Regions from separate parts of the Triticum aestivum genome. Here region 2 is linked to region 1. A link is a contact called in public Hi-C data. All regions are on one chromosome and are shown on one strand. The core of a region is the stretch at or near the end of the contact, and the rest is flanking DNA. Distances in the headings are between cores, read along the strand shown. Region 1 holds the start of LOC123189291 (CLPTM1-like membrane protein cnrB). Region 2 holds the start of LOC123189292 (auxin response factor 9).

What was found. Hi-C and Micro-C count contacts between places; a contact is called where the count stands out from the background.
Region 2: a Hi-C map of leaf shows a contact between it and region 1, with 5 times the contacts expected there. The contact joins the promoter of LOC123189292 here to the promoter of LOC123189291 in region 1. A contact is called at or near these places in 2 of 5 Hi-C or Micro-C datasets (both in leaf).

The regions. Positions count from the first base shown.
Region 1 is chr2A:536,204,035-536,211,375 of IWGSC CS RefSeq v2.1, reverse strand. LOC123189291 (CLPTM1-like membrane protein cnrB) reads left to right here and starts at 3,288. Exons shown (of 12, transcript XM_044601679.1): 1 at 3,288-3,603; 2 at 4,903-5,049; 3 at 5,138-5,252; 4 at 5,334-5,425; 5 at 5,555-5,652; 6 at 6,508-6,545; 7 at 6,802-7,037; 8 at 7,267-7,341. The coding sequence starts at 3,394.
Region 2 is chr2A:536,356,022-536,363,362 of IWGSC CS RefSeq v2.1, reverse strand. It overlaps LOC123189292 (auxin response factor 9), which reads left to right and starts at 2,668. Exons shown (of 14, transcript XM_044601681.1): 1 at 2,668-3,091; 2 at 3,891-4,006; 3 at 4,111-4,206; 4 at 4,327-4,383; 5 at 4,680-4,832; 6 at 4,912-4,996; 7 at 5,225-5,315; 8 at 5,435-5,599; 9 at 5,957-6,076; 10 at 6,161-6,245; 11 at 6,374-6,542; 12 at 6,696-7,129; 13 at 7,224-7,341. The coding sequence starts at 3,055.

The DNA.
Region 1 (7,341 bases), core at 2,039-4,538:
CGTGGACAACACTCTCACCTCTCGTTGCTATGCATCACCTAGATAGATCTTGCGTGTGCGTAGGAAAATTTTGAAATTACTGCGTTCCCCAACACATTTGCCACATAAAATTTTTGATCTTGAGGGGGGACCGGCCTCCATAGCCCTTAGCCATGTCTAGCGTGTCGCCTCGGTCAACTTGTCATAAAGGGATTTAACTGAAAACTTTTGGGAGGCGGCAAGCCTCCACGAAACCACATCAACCCCCTGGCTGAGATTTTGCCCTTCGAGGGCATCCACCAGCTCGGCCCAGCTAGCTGCCTCAGCTGGGTCGAGCGTGCATATGAACAATATCGCCGGGGATGGACCCTCAGGGCGCCGCCCACCATAATATTGGTGTCCGTGGCGAGTTGATATAGCGCCGGGTGAGATTGCCACAGCGGAGTCTGGCCCCATCAGCAGTCGAGCCAGAACCTTGTGGCCATGCCATTGTTAACGTTAAACTGAGCCCCAACTGTAAAGGCCGGTCTCACCGCTTGGATCTCATTCCAAAACACAGAGCCATTTTGGTTTCGCCTTGAACAACGCCTTGAATTGTTGGAAGAAGCCACTACAAAACCAAGTTGTTTTAAATATGGATGCGTCATTTTCAGAGGAAGAAAACATGGGGGCCAGTGGAGCAATTTTGCGAGATAGTACTAGCATGTTCATTGCAGTAGCGACGGCTGACCTTGATCACGTAGCCGATGTTTGTTTGGCTGAGGCTGTAGCTCTGGTGAAGGGCCCGAAGCTTGCAAATACAATTGGCTGTAATTCAATCCAGTGCAATCAGACTGCATGGTTCTAATAGAAGTTGTGCAACAACCCATGGGGCACTCGATGGTTACAGGCCCAATTCTCGAGGAATGTCGGTTACTTTTAGTTGGTTTCGGGAAGGTCGTTTTAGAGCATTGTAATCGTGATTCTAATATGGTAGCTCAAGTGCTAGCGTGAAATGGTCGTGTTGGTCCACCAAACTTGTGGTTGGACTCACCTCCTGCTGTTATTTCTAAACTTTTAGCGGATAATGTAAGCATTGTTTGATATTAATAAATCTAGTCATGATGACCTTCCCCCCCAAAAAGTACCTGGTATTATCGTTTCTGAGCAGTTGTGGCTCAATACGATTAACCTTGTGGTTGGAATGTGGAACCGAGCGGGCACTCTAAAGGGAGAGGTCAAAGCCTTTCTTGGGGCTCTCGCAATGTGGGCACACATGAGTGTTAGAGCTTAGTTTCCGCGTGGAGTTGGGATTGTATTTGTAGTCACCAACGCGGAGGGGCTTTTTACCCCCATCCTCTCCTTTAATATATAGTATGCACACTTGTGCATAGTCACGTTTTTTATTGACTTTGTCCTTAGAAAAAATTCTCATCATTTTTTCTTGGATGCATACAACCACATCATTTATTATAATAATGTTTAGCGGCAAGATGAACGTATAGTCTAACAATAGCTCACATGTTCAAACATTACCACAAACAACTCACATCTCCACATACATGTTCGCAAAAAGGATAAAAACACTACTAGAACCTAACAAAGTACGTGGTACTCAAAGACAAGATCTTGAAAAAGAAAACAGTCAATCGTACAACATGTTGCCCGGTGTAACCAAAAGGTTAAATATGGGGCTATCACCCTTGAAGTAGAAATCCGAACCAACACCTTCAGCAAGGATACAAAGATGCACTGGCGTTGCTTGATCTAGTTGAAATGGTTACCACAAGTTGCCATCCAATTTTGTTGCCGGCGCACACTTGCTCCCATAGTGCATCACGAGCCAACCTCCCACGTTGAACAAGTCCATGCCCTGCTCGCGCTGAAGGAGAAATCATCATAAGTGTCAAGGAAGCCGCCTCCACCGCTTGGGTTGGCACACCACCATGAGAGGCCACCATCTTGTTGATTACCCACGATCGACGGTAAGAAAAAGAAGAAACACCATTGGTTGGTTAGATAATAAAACCAAGCATAGTCTACGCCTACATCCATCGACACCACATCGAAGCTTACCCGAGGACCTTCTCTCAAACCCATCCAAGGAGTGACTTTATCTTTGCTTGATAATTCGGCTGCAACCGGGCCGGGCCCATCCACCGCCAACCACCACGACATCGGAAGTCACTGGAGCCTCCATCTCGGCTCATCGTCTCCTCTATCAATCTCTCGCTGCACCATCGGGACATCATCGGAAGGCAGAACATCGTTGGGAGGGAGCCGCACCGTCGAGATTGACGGCCCGTCGCCATTGTAGCAGCACCGATGACAGTGACAACATACGAATCGTGTGAGAGCAATGATGGTTAGATATGGATCGCCTCTCGGGTACCCCTTCCGAGCGACATAGGGATCAACTGGATTAGAGGAGAAAGCAGAGGCAGTGGCGGGATTGAGCCGCGACATCAGTGGTCAGGGTTGGGATAACTTTTCTTTCGTATCATTGTCTTGTTTTATGTGGCGGATTACACTTTTAGTGGGATTTTTTTTAAGATCTAAAGACGATAATGAGCAAGAATATAACAGATGCGCTCTTTTATTGCGGCTTTACAGAAATTTGGGCCTTTTGACCTACCTTGAGTTGAATAGTAGAATACAACGAGAATGAGTGCCATCCACGTAGAAGCCATGATCTTTTGTATTTGCAATCATAAAAGCGCGACTATGTATAAGCTTATTTTGTTAATTTTAGTAAAAGACATGACAATCTGCACATAATCTCCGGTCATCTAAAATGTGTGATTCTTGTGAAATTGTTGGAGGACAAAACTAGATTAAGCTTCAGGTTCAATCATGCATATCCCGTTAATGCAAATTAATGGTGGAGACGACATTCACGTCGATAGCGATGTACCTGCGGTGAATCCAGCAATCTTGAGTCTCTTTTGTTCATGCAGTGAGTGCGTGCGTGTGCGTCGTGTCTAAGTTATACTCTCTCGTTAACGTTCAAACGGATATATCTAGACGCACTTCATCAATCATCAAAACAGAAAAAAAACCTTGCTGATTCCTTGACTCGGGTGCGCCTAACAATTTGCTTCCTTTAAAGACGGCAACTAGCCTCGTTGCGCAAATCCCAGCATCATCTACCTTTTCACTGCCAGCACCCCTAAAGTTCTCAGAAATTACGTCTCTGAAAGTAGCGAAACCGAAGCAGTCCGGCGTCCGCACGAGCAGGGACTCCAGGCTTAATTTTTCAACAACCCACCTACGTATCTGCAAAAGAAACCTATAAATTTATCGTAAAACCACACCCCCCGCTTAAATCCCCGGAGAATCAATCACACAGAGCTCCTCCAAAAAGAACTCTTGTTCCCATCGCATCTCGGCGGCTCCCTCCCCCCCTCCTCGCCCCGATCTAACTCGCCGGCGGCCATGTCGCAGCCGGCTGCCGCCGCCGTCGCGGCGCAGCCGCAGGGGCAGGCCCCGGCTGGGCGGCAGGGAGGCGGCCTGGGCCAGAGCCTCGCCGGCATCGTGCGGATGGCCGTGTTCTGGTACTTCGCGTCCAAGTTCTTCGGCCCCAAGCGCGCCCCCACGGAGCCGGGCTTGCTCATGTCCAACCTCTTTCAGAAGGGAGAGCCAATGGTGAGAACGCCCCCACACACCCCAGAAACTTCGATTTTGGGTGGAGGAGGCGTGTTGTTAGGTTTCTATGGCGGTTTTAGAGCGGTTTATTATTGGGGTCAGTAAAGGCGGGGGGCTCCGCGCTCATGCAGTGCTGTTGGGTTCTGCTTGCTCCGGGGTGAAAATTGTGCAGCGATCTCATCAGTTTTTTTACTGTGATCTCGAACTTTTCTTTTTCTTAATAATATCAGAGGGTGTATTTGTGCTGATTATTATAATTGGGGGAGCTGATTTAGTCGGTTTTATGCGAAGACACCTGTTGTTTGTGTGCCTGTTGGAGGCTGTCGAACAAGTAGGCCACGTTTGTTCTAAAACAAGCAGATCACGGAGATAGTGGTGCTCCACAGCATTGCGGTTTGATGTACTGTGAAAAGAAAGGCATGCATGTTAGTTGGATGTTTTATGATCTCCTCTCAGGAGGCCAAGGGCGTTCTTAGTTGTTCGGAACTACTAGTAGAGTATGCAAGGAAAAAGAAAAGATACACCAAGGATCTCAACAATTTTGGATTATGCGGTGTAGCTGGTTCACTGTTGAGTGAGTTGTGAAGATGATTGATGTTTAAACACTTTTTCTGTTGTTCTTTGAAATGTTTGTCCACGATGAAGCTTAGGATGTCATAGTATGCAATGTACCGTGTGTCCGTAATGAAGCTGAAAACATCACACTATGCATGGATAACGTTTCTTTATGGGTTTTTCATGTAGACTTTGGTGAGGTTGTCTGAACTAGGTATTCCTCGAGATAAAGCCAACTGTACAATTTATTTGGTAGATTGTCACTTTTTTTTATTTTGGGTGGGAAGTTATTTTTTGGTGTTTATGCGGTGCACACCGACCTTGTAACTTGTTGTATCATATTGCTCCAAATATTTGATCGAGGAGGTGTAAATCCATTTTTTTGTCAAATCGACGATTCAGTGGCATGTGGTAATGTCTTATACAGGTCTACATATTAAGATAATTGAATATTACAAATGTTGCTATGTAGTACCTGTTTTCAGTAAATTATAAGTTGAAGTCAACCCCCCCGCCGTAAATTTGGCCTGATTTGTTATCTTGCCAAATTTACATGTTTGGCATTTTTAATGGGACCAATCAAGCAGAAGGACGTTACTGGATTTATTAAATTCCTCGGTAGTGCCACCCAAATTTTATGACAGTTTGGAGGTAGCACAGTGCATGCATGAAGCACTAGTCTTGAAGTCTTGCCCATTTTGCGTTTTCCTGAAACACAAATTGATGATGATTATGTTGCTGCAGGATATGTGGATGTATTTATCGGAGAATGACAAATTTAGCGACTTTGGTAATGAGGATGCACTCATCTGGCATGAAACAAACATACCATATGCAGTCTGGACACCTACCAGTACCAGAACACACACACTGACATACTATCCAACGGAGGTAGAATAATATTTGCTGCAATTTACAATTATGTTATGGTTATATTTTGTTGGATTGCCTAATTTTGTGTCAATGGATCTTGCCATAGGCTCTCAAGCACAATGGCTCTTTGTATGCTCATGTTTATTTTTCCCGTTCGGGTTACCCTGTGGACCCTACCGATCCTGAATATGAGCAAAAATCTGCATTTGGAAGGACACATCGTAAGTTTCCTGTTCATCTCAACCGTCCTTTTTATTGATTGCATGTTTGTATGAAATGCTCACTGCATTATACCTATTTAGCTATTGTGGCATACTTGCGGAAATCAAAAGCTGGTCATAAGAAGAGCTTGCTTGGAGATTCGGATGAGTCCGAGGAAAAGCTACCCCCTAAGGTCATTAACTTGATTCTTTATTGTTGGGACAGTATGCACTAGAAATTTCTAGTATAGATTATCTCCAGCAAACACAGAATATCTCCTATGAAAAAGCAATTAACAGAAGACCGCATTTGATTTCTGCAGGAGAACAAAGAGTCCGAAGACAAAGAGGAGGGCCCAGTTGAATATATTTCTTATTGGAAACCAAATGTGACAATAAATCTTGTTGATGACTTCACACGGTATGCACAAGATAAAACTATATTTCACATTTCCACTTGTATATGCCTGGAACTATTATTTATTCATTTTGAATTTTAATTGCATTGGCGTGATTAATATCTTTTACTTTCCTTTCTAAATATCATGAAGTACCCCCTCCGTTCCAAATTATTTGAAGTTTTAGCTTTGTCCAAAGTCAAACTTCTTTAGGTTTGACCAAGTCTATGTATAGAAAAAATATGTCAACATCGACAACATAAAGTTAGTTTAATTAGATTCGTCATAAAACATATTTTCATACTATATATATTGATGTCGTGGTTGTGCATATTAGCACATTTTTCTATAGACTTGGACAATTATAAAGAAGTTTGACTTTGGAGACTTTTTTTTAACCGTAAGGGCATACACTCGCAATCTGCATGCTGAAAACTATTTTCCAGTGGATGTTAATCACAAACCGGCGCTGCTATACCATGCGATCGTTTGTGTTTTAAGATTCTTCTGAAACTGCCGATAGAGCCTTGGTGCAGCGGTAAAGCTGTCGCCTTGTGACCATGAGGTCACGGGTTAAGTCCTGGAAACAGCCTCTTGCAGAAATGTAGGGAAAGGCTGCGTACTATAGACCCAAAGTGGTCAGACCCTTCTCATGACCTAGCGCAAGCGGGAGCTACATGCACTGGGCTGCCCTTTTTTATGATTTTAGATCCTTCTTGTTAATTTTGACATATGTGGATTCTCTCATCTCAGCTTCATATTAACCATGTAACAATTGCACAATTGTTTCTTTCTAGTTTCACGGCTTTTAGTTCTTCGTTGTTGTTCATCTGTCGTATGAAATTTTCAATTGATATTTGACCATTTTTATTTCACAGGTATCCCCAAAACAACATTCCTCCAAATGTTGCTCCATGTATCCTTCAACTGTAACAATTATAGTGTGATATTATCTTTTTTATCTTCTTTTTCCTATGAATTTTCTTCCAACACACACGTGTTACATACTGCTATGTTATTCTTATACTTGAATCAATTTTTTAGACTTGAAGATGACGTTGCACGTAGCCAACTTCTGATGAATCTAATTTATTGTTTAAAATATATCTTGTTAAGATTAGCATTTTCTCAGTGAGGGAAGGATTGGTATTTCCTTGACCATATATATACAGATTTGAATGTGGATCCAACTACAAACAGTTACTATCCAACTGTATTCTTCAATGAATTTTGGCTGTTGAGGGACAAATTGACAGCACTCAACGAGACTGTGAAGGAACTGACCTTGAACCTTGAAGTTAGTCCTATCAGCATGACCAAGTGGCAATTATTTCTACAGATTGAGCAGTCTTTCCAAGTTCATCGTAGTTATGGAAGTATGCTTGAAGGCGAGGCTGATGAGCTCAAGGTATATGGAAGTTTTCAACTGTGCCCATTCAGACTCCTGCCTTTTTTTTGGAGATATGACGTGCTCTATTTTGTTCTGTGTGGTAGTGATGTCCCTTTCTTTTGTGAGATGCCAAGTATATGCACGTCTAATTCAGGTTCCTTGGAAATGGTTGCTTCTGTTATATGCCTGCTGTGTTAGTCAGATTTGCTTGCTACGGGTTTTCACTGACCTTGGACTGCTTTTGCAGAGGGTTTTCCTTGAAGGAAATCCATATCTACTGGGGTTGACCATGATTGTATCTCTGTTCCACTCTCTGTTCGAT
Region 2 (7,341 bases), core at 1,419-3,918, 150 kb before region 1:
CTCCGCGTAAGAATTCATGTTTGACTGACATTGTTCCTCTCAAAAAGAGAATCAGTGGGCTATGCATCCACTTCCGATCGCCGTCGAAAGTTCAAAGATTCACGCCTAGGAGGAAAAAACAATTAGAGTGACATGTGCTCTTGAACATCCATATAATTAAAAACTACTCTATATGAATTCCGAATATGTAGTGTTTGACAACACAGAAAAAACAAAGAAATTCTACCGATAGTTTTGTAGTGGATGAATAATTTTCCCTTTGAGGCTTCGAATGAAGTGCAAATGAATGGAAGGAAAATTCCATGAGGATTTCAATCCTATGAATCAAACGGACACCAAATAATAAATTCCAAGGATTCAAAAACCCTATGAAACTCCAAAAAGTTACACTCAACCAAGATCATCATTGTTCATATCGACGTTTGTCCAAAGAAACATGTGTTACACTCAACCAAGATCATCATTGTTCATATCGATGTTTGTCCAAAGAAACATGCGTTGTGTTTATTCGTGGCATCGTCGGTCTGTCCGCTCACGCGATCAACGTGGCCGATCGGCTCATAAGTCACATCATGCCGTCTTAAATAGCCCGGCGAGCGGTCAAATGGACTCACTAAGCTACTCCTAGAAAAGAATGTATTCGGAGTTTTCGGGAACTAGGCCCCTATGCCATTGCCACTGCCATTGCCATTGCCATGTATGGTCCGGCAGGGGGGCAGCTACCAAACCAAAGGTCGCTCTCGCTTTTGATTTTTCATTCAAAACCCCGATCGATGAATGAGAATCGACGGGACGAGACGTACACAAAACACCGAGAGACAGACCGTGCGTGGGATTCGACGGACAGCGACGCGCCCACTACCCTTGCCTCCGTCGTCCTCTCTTCTTCCCTTGCTAGCGTCTTTTTGACCCTGTTTGGTTCAGCTTTTATCGACAGATTCCGCTACCGCGCAGCAAAATCTGAACCAAAGGGCGAACCCAGCAGAATCCGATTCCAGAAATCCGCTGCCAAAATCTGAACCAAAAGCAGAAGCAGCCCAGAACGTGCTTTCCAAAATCTGATTCCGCTGCGGGCCAAAATCTGAAAAAGCTATATCAGCTGGTTTGCCAAATGGCCTACATCTTTTTCACATCAGATTTTTCACAGCTGTTTTTCCACAGCAGATTTTTCACAGCTACTTTTAGAAATCCACAACTGAACCAAATAGGGCCATTGTCGCTTGTTTTTCCACATGCATCTTCTCCTCCATTTTGCTGCCGGGAAACATCACGTCCCCCCCCCCCCCCCCCCTCTGGATATTTCCACCTAGAGTAGCTGGGGCCTCATTTTCCAACATAGGGAAGGGAAGCTGCTTGCAGCAGTCCACGCCACCCAACTTGGCACTGTGCTGCACTGAATTTGGCAGCACACCAGACCACACTAGTACCAGTACCTGTATCAGTAGCAGTGTGAAATGGAATTAAATCACATGAAAACATCCATTCATTTCTCTTGAATTATCCACTGATGGTGTCCACGTGTCAACGGATGTGCTACTCCCGTGGATGGATGGATGGATGGAGTCGAGCGAGCAGTGCACCGCACTGGTCCAGCCGCGTTGCTGGACTTCGCAACTGCAGCCGCTCGCTGGCGTCACATGCGCCATCCATCACATGGCTGGCTAGCTGGCCGTGGCTGTACAGCAAGCACGCACGCGCGCGCGCCCGTTGCTGTGACAGCTTGCTTGGGGCTACGTCGTACAGGTACAGAAAAGAAGGAAGCGTACGTAAGGTGGTCGCCTCGGCCTCTCTCTGCTTTAGTTGCCGCGACATGACTGGCTCCGTGGTGGGTGCGGTTGCATGCCGGGTCGGTGAGGGACATGCTATTGGGCTATAGGCAGCAGCTACTCTACTACGCCGGAGAGAGATCTCACGTCGGTGGTTGCACCGCCGGCCGGCTATGCTAGCCGGCCAGGCGAGCCAACAAAAAAAAAGGTGCTGCTGGAGAGGAAAGTGTCGGCGTGGAGCAGGGATGGGCCCGCGTCCGTAGAGCAGAGGATCCCCGGGCCGGGCCGGGCCGTGCGGGCGGCAGCGAGCGAGCGAGCGTGACGACTCGGCGCGGCGGAGTACGCTGCACCCATCACGAAAGATTCGCGCGGCCGGGGCGGAGCAGCGTACGCGCGCGCCAGAGATCTCGACTGTTTTACTATGAATGGCGGGTGGGCCCTATGGATCTGCTGCCACTGTGGGTCGGATCCGCGCCATGCCTCCTCCAACAGGGCGGGCGTGTTCCTCGTGCGGTGTGGGTACCGTACCGTAACGGGAAAGCCGTGCGAGCCGGCTACTCCAACAAACAGCCCTGTTCCGAAGCAGCAGCAGCGCCAGCCACCGACCCGTCGCCGTCAAGATGGATCCAAGACCATACATACACAGGAAAACACGGGCAAAACAGGGTGAAACTAAAGCACGGGCACCCAAATGCGATGCAAATCCTATCCGCCCCGACCCACCCACTGCCGACCCACCCACACCCGTACCGCGCGGCGCGCCCATCCACCGCCCGTGATCCATCCGATCCGGCTGTCTCCCCGCCCACTCTGCCTCCTCGGCCTCGTGCAGCTCCCCCCTCCCCTCCCCTCCCTCCTCCTTCGACCGCGACCGCGACCGCCGCTCGCTGTCAAAACCCAGCCCAGCAGACCAGTCGACTCAGTCACGAGCATCCAAATCCCAAGCCAACACACACCTCACCCGCCTCCTCCTCCCCCCTCCTCCTCACCGCACACGCTACACGCCACCTCCTCCTCCCCGGCTCCCCTCCCCCGCAGCCCCGATCCCCTTCCCCGAGAGCAGCCTCCCACGTGACCCGGATCCGACCGCTCCGTCCCCCGTCCACGGCCGCCCGCCCAATTCGCGGGAATTCCTCGAGGCCCGGCCGCAAGCAACCAGGGCCTGTGAGGCAGATCCATGGAGCGGGGCCGGCCGCGGCGTCGACGCTAGCACATCGCGAGGAGCTCCTGGTTTCGTCGCTCACAGAGAATTCTCTTGCCGTTTGGCTCGGCAAGCGTGGCTGCCGCGATGGCGATGGCGAATCCCTCCGCGGCCGGTGCCCCAGGTTCGATTTGCAGCCCTCTGTTGTCGCAGTTTCCGTTTACGCGATTTTTGCCTTTCGGGGAACTGCTTTGGTTAAAAGTTGGTCCGGTTTCTCTCTCATGGTAAGCTAGGCTTCGCCTAAACTGAGTCGGTAGTTGATTAAGTAAGTGGACTCGGCTAGTTGACTGCTTGTGCAGAAAAATTAGCGAAACTTCATCTAACTTGAGTCGATGCCAGCCTGTCCATTTTGTTTCCAGTATTTGGGTTGCAATCGCTCTTATTGATCCGAGTAAATCGCCCTCTATTCAAAGTAATCACCATGTTTGCCCAATTTTCTCTAGTAATAGTATTTAGTACCGCACCTTATGGAGTGATGGGTTGCTCTCTCGTACCGATGCCTGTGATGTGAATTGCGATTCACTTTATGGAGTGATGTGAATTGTGATTCACTTCCTTTTTTTTCTTCCGATTCCGAAGCGTGATCCAGTCAATTGAAAAGGTATGGATATTCGTGTGACTTAGTATTTTCTATTTTTGTTAATATGCTTGATCTGTGTTGAATCCGTATGGTGGCAAATTTAGCACATGGCAGTATTTTATTGATGCGCTAATGATAAATAGGAGTAACGGACACTTTCAGTTGGGTAGAGTTTTGTGCTTGAACTTTTCTAATCATGATTAAATTTCATGATAAATGAGCAACAATCGGAAATTTAGAAAGCAAATAGTGTCGTACTCCCATGTATCCTTGGCCTCTGCTGTTCCTGTTCTAAAGCGTCTGATCACCTAATTAATATTGTAAATCAATTGCTTCCATGTAGGAATCTGTAGCGACGCACTGTTCCGGGAGCTATGGCATGCTTGTGCCGGTCCGTTGATCACAGTACCCAGACAAGGCGAACGAGTCTATTACTTTCCCCAGGGTCATATGGAACAGGTACTCACCGGTTTATATATCTTCTCTGCCTGCCTGTCTCATTTGATCAATTCTTCTTGCTAGATATAATATTTTTCTCAAACTGATCATGATTTACTGTATAGCTTGAGGCATCTACAAACCAGCAGCTTGACCAGTACCTGCCGATGTTCAACCTACCATCCAAAATCCTATGCAGCGTGGTCAACGTAGAGCTCCGGGTCAGTGTCTTTTTACCTGCCTGCTGCAACCTCTTTGCTTGGAGTGTCTGGGAAATGGTTGGTCTAGCTATGCAGCTAGAAATGTTATCCTTTGCTAACCGGCTGAACTCTGTAATGCAGACGGAAGCTGATTCAGATGAAGTTTACGCTCAAATTATGCTGCAACCAGAGGCTAATGTGAGTCTTCCTGTTTTAACCATTGCTAACATGCAAATGGCTCATTTTACTTTCCAATGTACTCCCTCCGTTCCGAATTACTTGTCTTGGATTTGTCTAGATACGGAGGTATCTAGCATTAAAATGAGTCTAGATACATTCGTATCTAGACAAATCCAAGACAAGTAATTCGGAACGGAGGGAGTACAATCTTATGCCCTTTTCATGTTACAGTCTACAGTACTTTGTTAGTTCAGTTTCATGTCCCTGTTTACATGTACATTCATTAATTTCCCTGTTTGAACCCCCTTTATTAGCAAGGTGAGCTCACAAGCTTGGGTCCTGAGCCAAAAGAACTCGAAAAAGGCACCATACATTCCTTTTGCAAGACACTGACAGCTTCGGATACGAGTACCCATGGTGGTTTCTCTGTTCTTAGGAGGCATGCTGAAGAGTGTCTTCCTCCGCTGGTTAGCATTGAAAGCATTTTTTACTCCAGTTGATGTCTACACTATTTCTGGCTTATTGAATGGTAGGGTTGCTTCACAGGACATGTCTCAGAATCCACCATGTCAAGAACTGGTAGCCAAAGATCTCCATGGAACTGACTGGCATTTTCGTCACATATTTCGGGGTGAGTTTACAATTTGAGCATTCAGCTTGAAGCCCCTTTAAGCTTCTCGTCGCTGTGTTCTTATTGTTTAATTGTTTCGGTGTAGCACTTCATGTCACAATTGAATGCTGAACTCTTACTACTGCAGAAACATGCAGCATATACTGATTCATTACTTCATGACTATGTGTGAACTCTCTCTCCCTCTGTCTGGTTCTATCTCATACCTTACGGCGTTTTGTGTTTCAGGACAGCCTAGGCGACATCTACTTACAACTGGCTGGAGTGTCTTTGTTAGCTCAAAAAGATTGGTTGCTGGTGATGCATTTATCTTTCTGAGGTACACAACACAATACTGTAATCCTGTCACGTGGAGGCAGTTTTTATGCATTTTCACCTCTCTCCTGTCTCGGCTTAATTCTGGTGAATAGTAATAAGTAATATTTGTATCATTTGCAGAGGTGAAAATGGTGAGTTGCGGGTTGGAGTAAGGAGGCATATGAGGCAAGTAAATAACATGCCATCATCTGTGATATCAAGCCACAGCATGCATCTTGGAGTCCTTGCAACAGCCTCCCATGCAATCTCCACTGGGACCCTCTTTTCTGTTTTCTATAAACCCAGGTAAGGTTCAACCAGTTTTCGTCTTTGTTATGCCCGTTGCTGCATGGTAATGGTTATTTCTGGCAACCAAGCAGTAATGCAAGATAATAAAGATTTTTTCGCAGTTTTTACTTGATTGCTATGGCAATTCCTTATGTATGTTGTACATTCTGCTTAGGTGTGAGATACAACTCTTGCTCATTTGGTCTATTATACCTGTTATGCATTTATGTCCGAGAATTCACCCAACTAATGTTTCTTTTTGCTTAACTGGGATGGCATCATGGTTGTCGTAATGAGTATTAACAATTGGTGATTTTTTTTATCCATACAATCTGGTGTATAAGGCTTACCGGGCCTCTCTGATTTTGTTTCCAGAACAAGTCAATCTGAGTTTGTGGTGAGTGTTAACAAGTACCTTGAAGCGAAGAAGCAGAACATTTCTGTTGGAATGAGATTTAAGATGAAATTTGAAGGCGATGAAGCTCTTGAAAGAAGGTAACCTGGGGTTGCTTTTGACAAGAGATGTTGGCTTTATTCCAACCATCTAGGTGGATATGACAAACATTTCCCTGGTTACAGGTTCAGTGGAACAATAATTGGTATTGGGAGCACGCCGACGGTGTCAACATCTCTATGGGCAGATTCTGATTGGAAATCTCTGAAGGTACTAAGATTCTGTATTTTTGAGGGTTCAACTAGAACTACAGTTTCTCTGGAGTGCTTTTAGTGGTGCATTATCATGTTTCCATGTTTGCTTTCTCATATCTGATACTTTCCTGTAATTATTGCCAGGTCCAATGGGATGAGCCTTCATCCATTCTTCGTCCAGATAGAGTTTCACCATGGGAATTGGAGCCACTGGATGCAGCTAATCCACAACCCCCTCAACCTCCACTGAGAAATAAGCGTCCCCGACTTCCAGCTTCACCTTCTGTGGTTCCAGAACTTGCTCCAAAATTTGGTAAGATATATGAACTCCTTAGCACCTGTTACGATTAATATATGTGGTTTATGGATGCAATGCTCAGCTCTCAGTCATGAATATCATATTTTTATGTAGTCTAGTCCATTATCCTTGAGTTTTACATATCTAAGCTGGTGCTATTTGTATCAGGACTATGGAAGTCCCCGGCTGAACCAAGCCAAACCCTCTCATTTTCGGAGCCACAACAGGCTCGAGGGTTATTTACTAATTCACGCTTCTCATCATCATCAAACGTTGCATTCAATCAGTTCTACTGGCCAGCAAGAGAATCAAGAGAAGACTCTTATGCTGGAAGTACTAACAAAGTCACTGTTGAAAGAAAGCTTGAACCAGCTGCTGGTGGTTGCAGATTATTTGGAATTGAGATAAGATCTGCTGTGGAAGAAACACAACCCGTGCTAACTGTCTCAGGTGATGGTTATGACCAAACGGCTGCATCTGTAGACGTGGACTCTGGCGAGCTCTCGCAGCCATCCAATATGAACAACTCTGGTGCCCAAGCAGCAAGCAGTGAGCGTGCTCTTCTTGAGACCCAAAGTCGCCAAGTTAGAAGCTGCACAAAGGTGATAGTTGTCACATTTTGAAGATGCTCAATTTTCAATTCTTGTAGGGTTCAGGGTAATTTAGTACTGATCCTCATTATGATTCCTCCTCTAGGTAATTATGACAGGAATGGCAGTTGGAAGAGCAGTGGACTTGACAAAGCTATATGGGTATGTTGATCTTCACCGCAAGTTGGAGGAGATGTTTGATATACAGGGGGAGCTATGTTCCA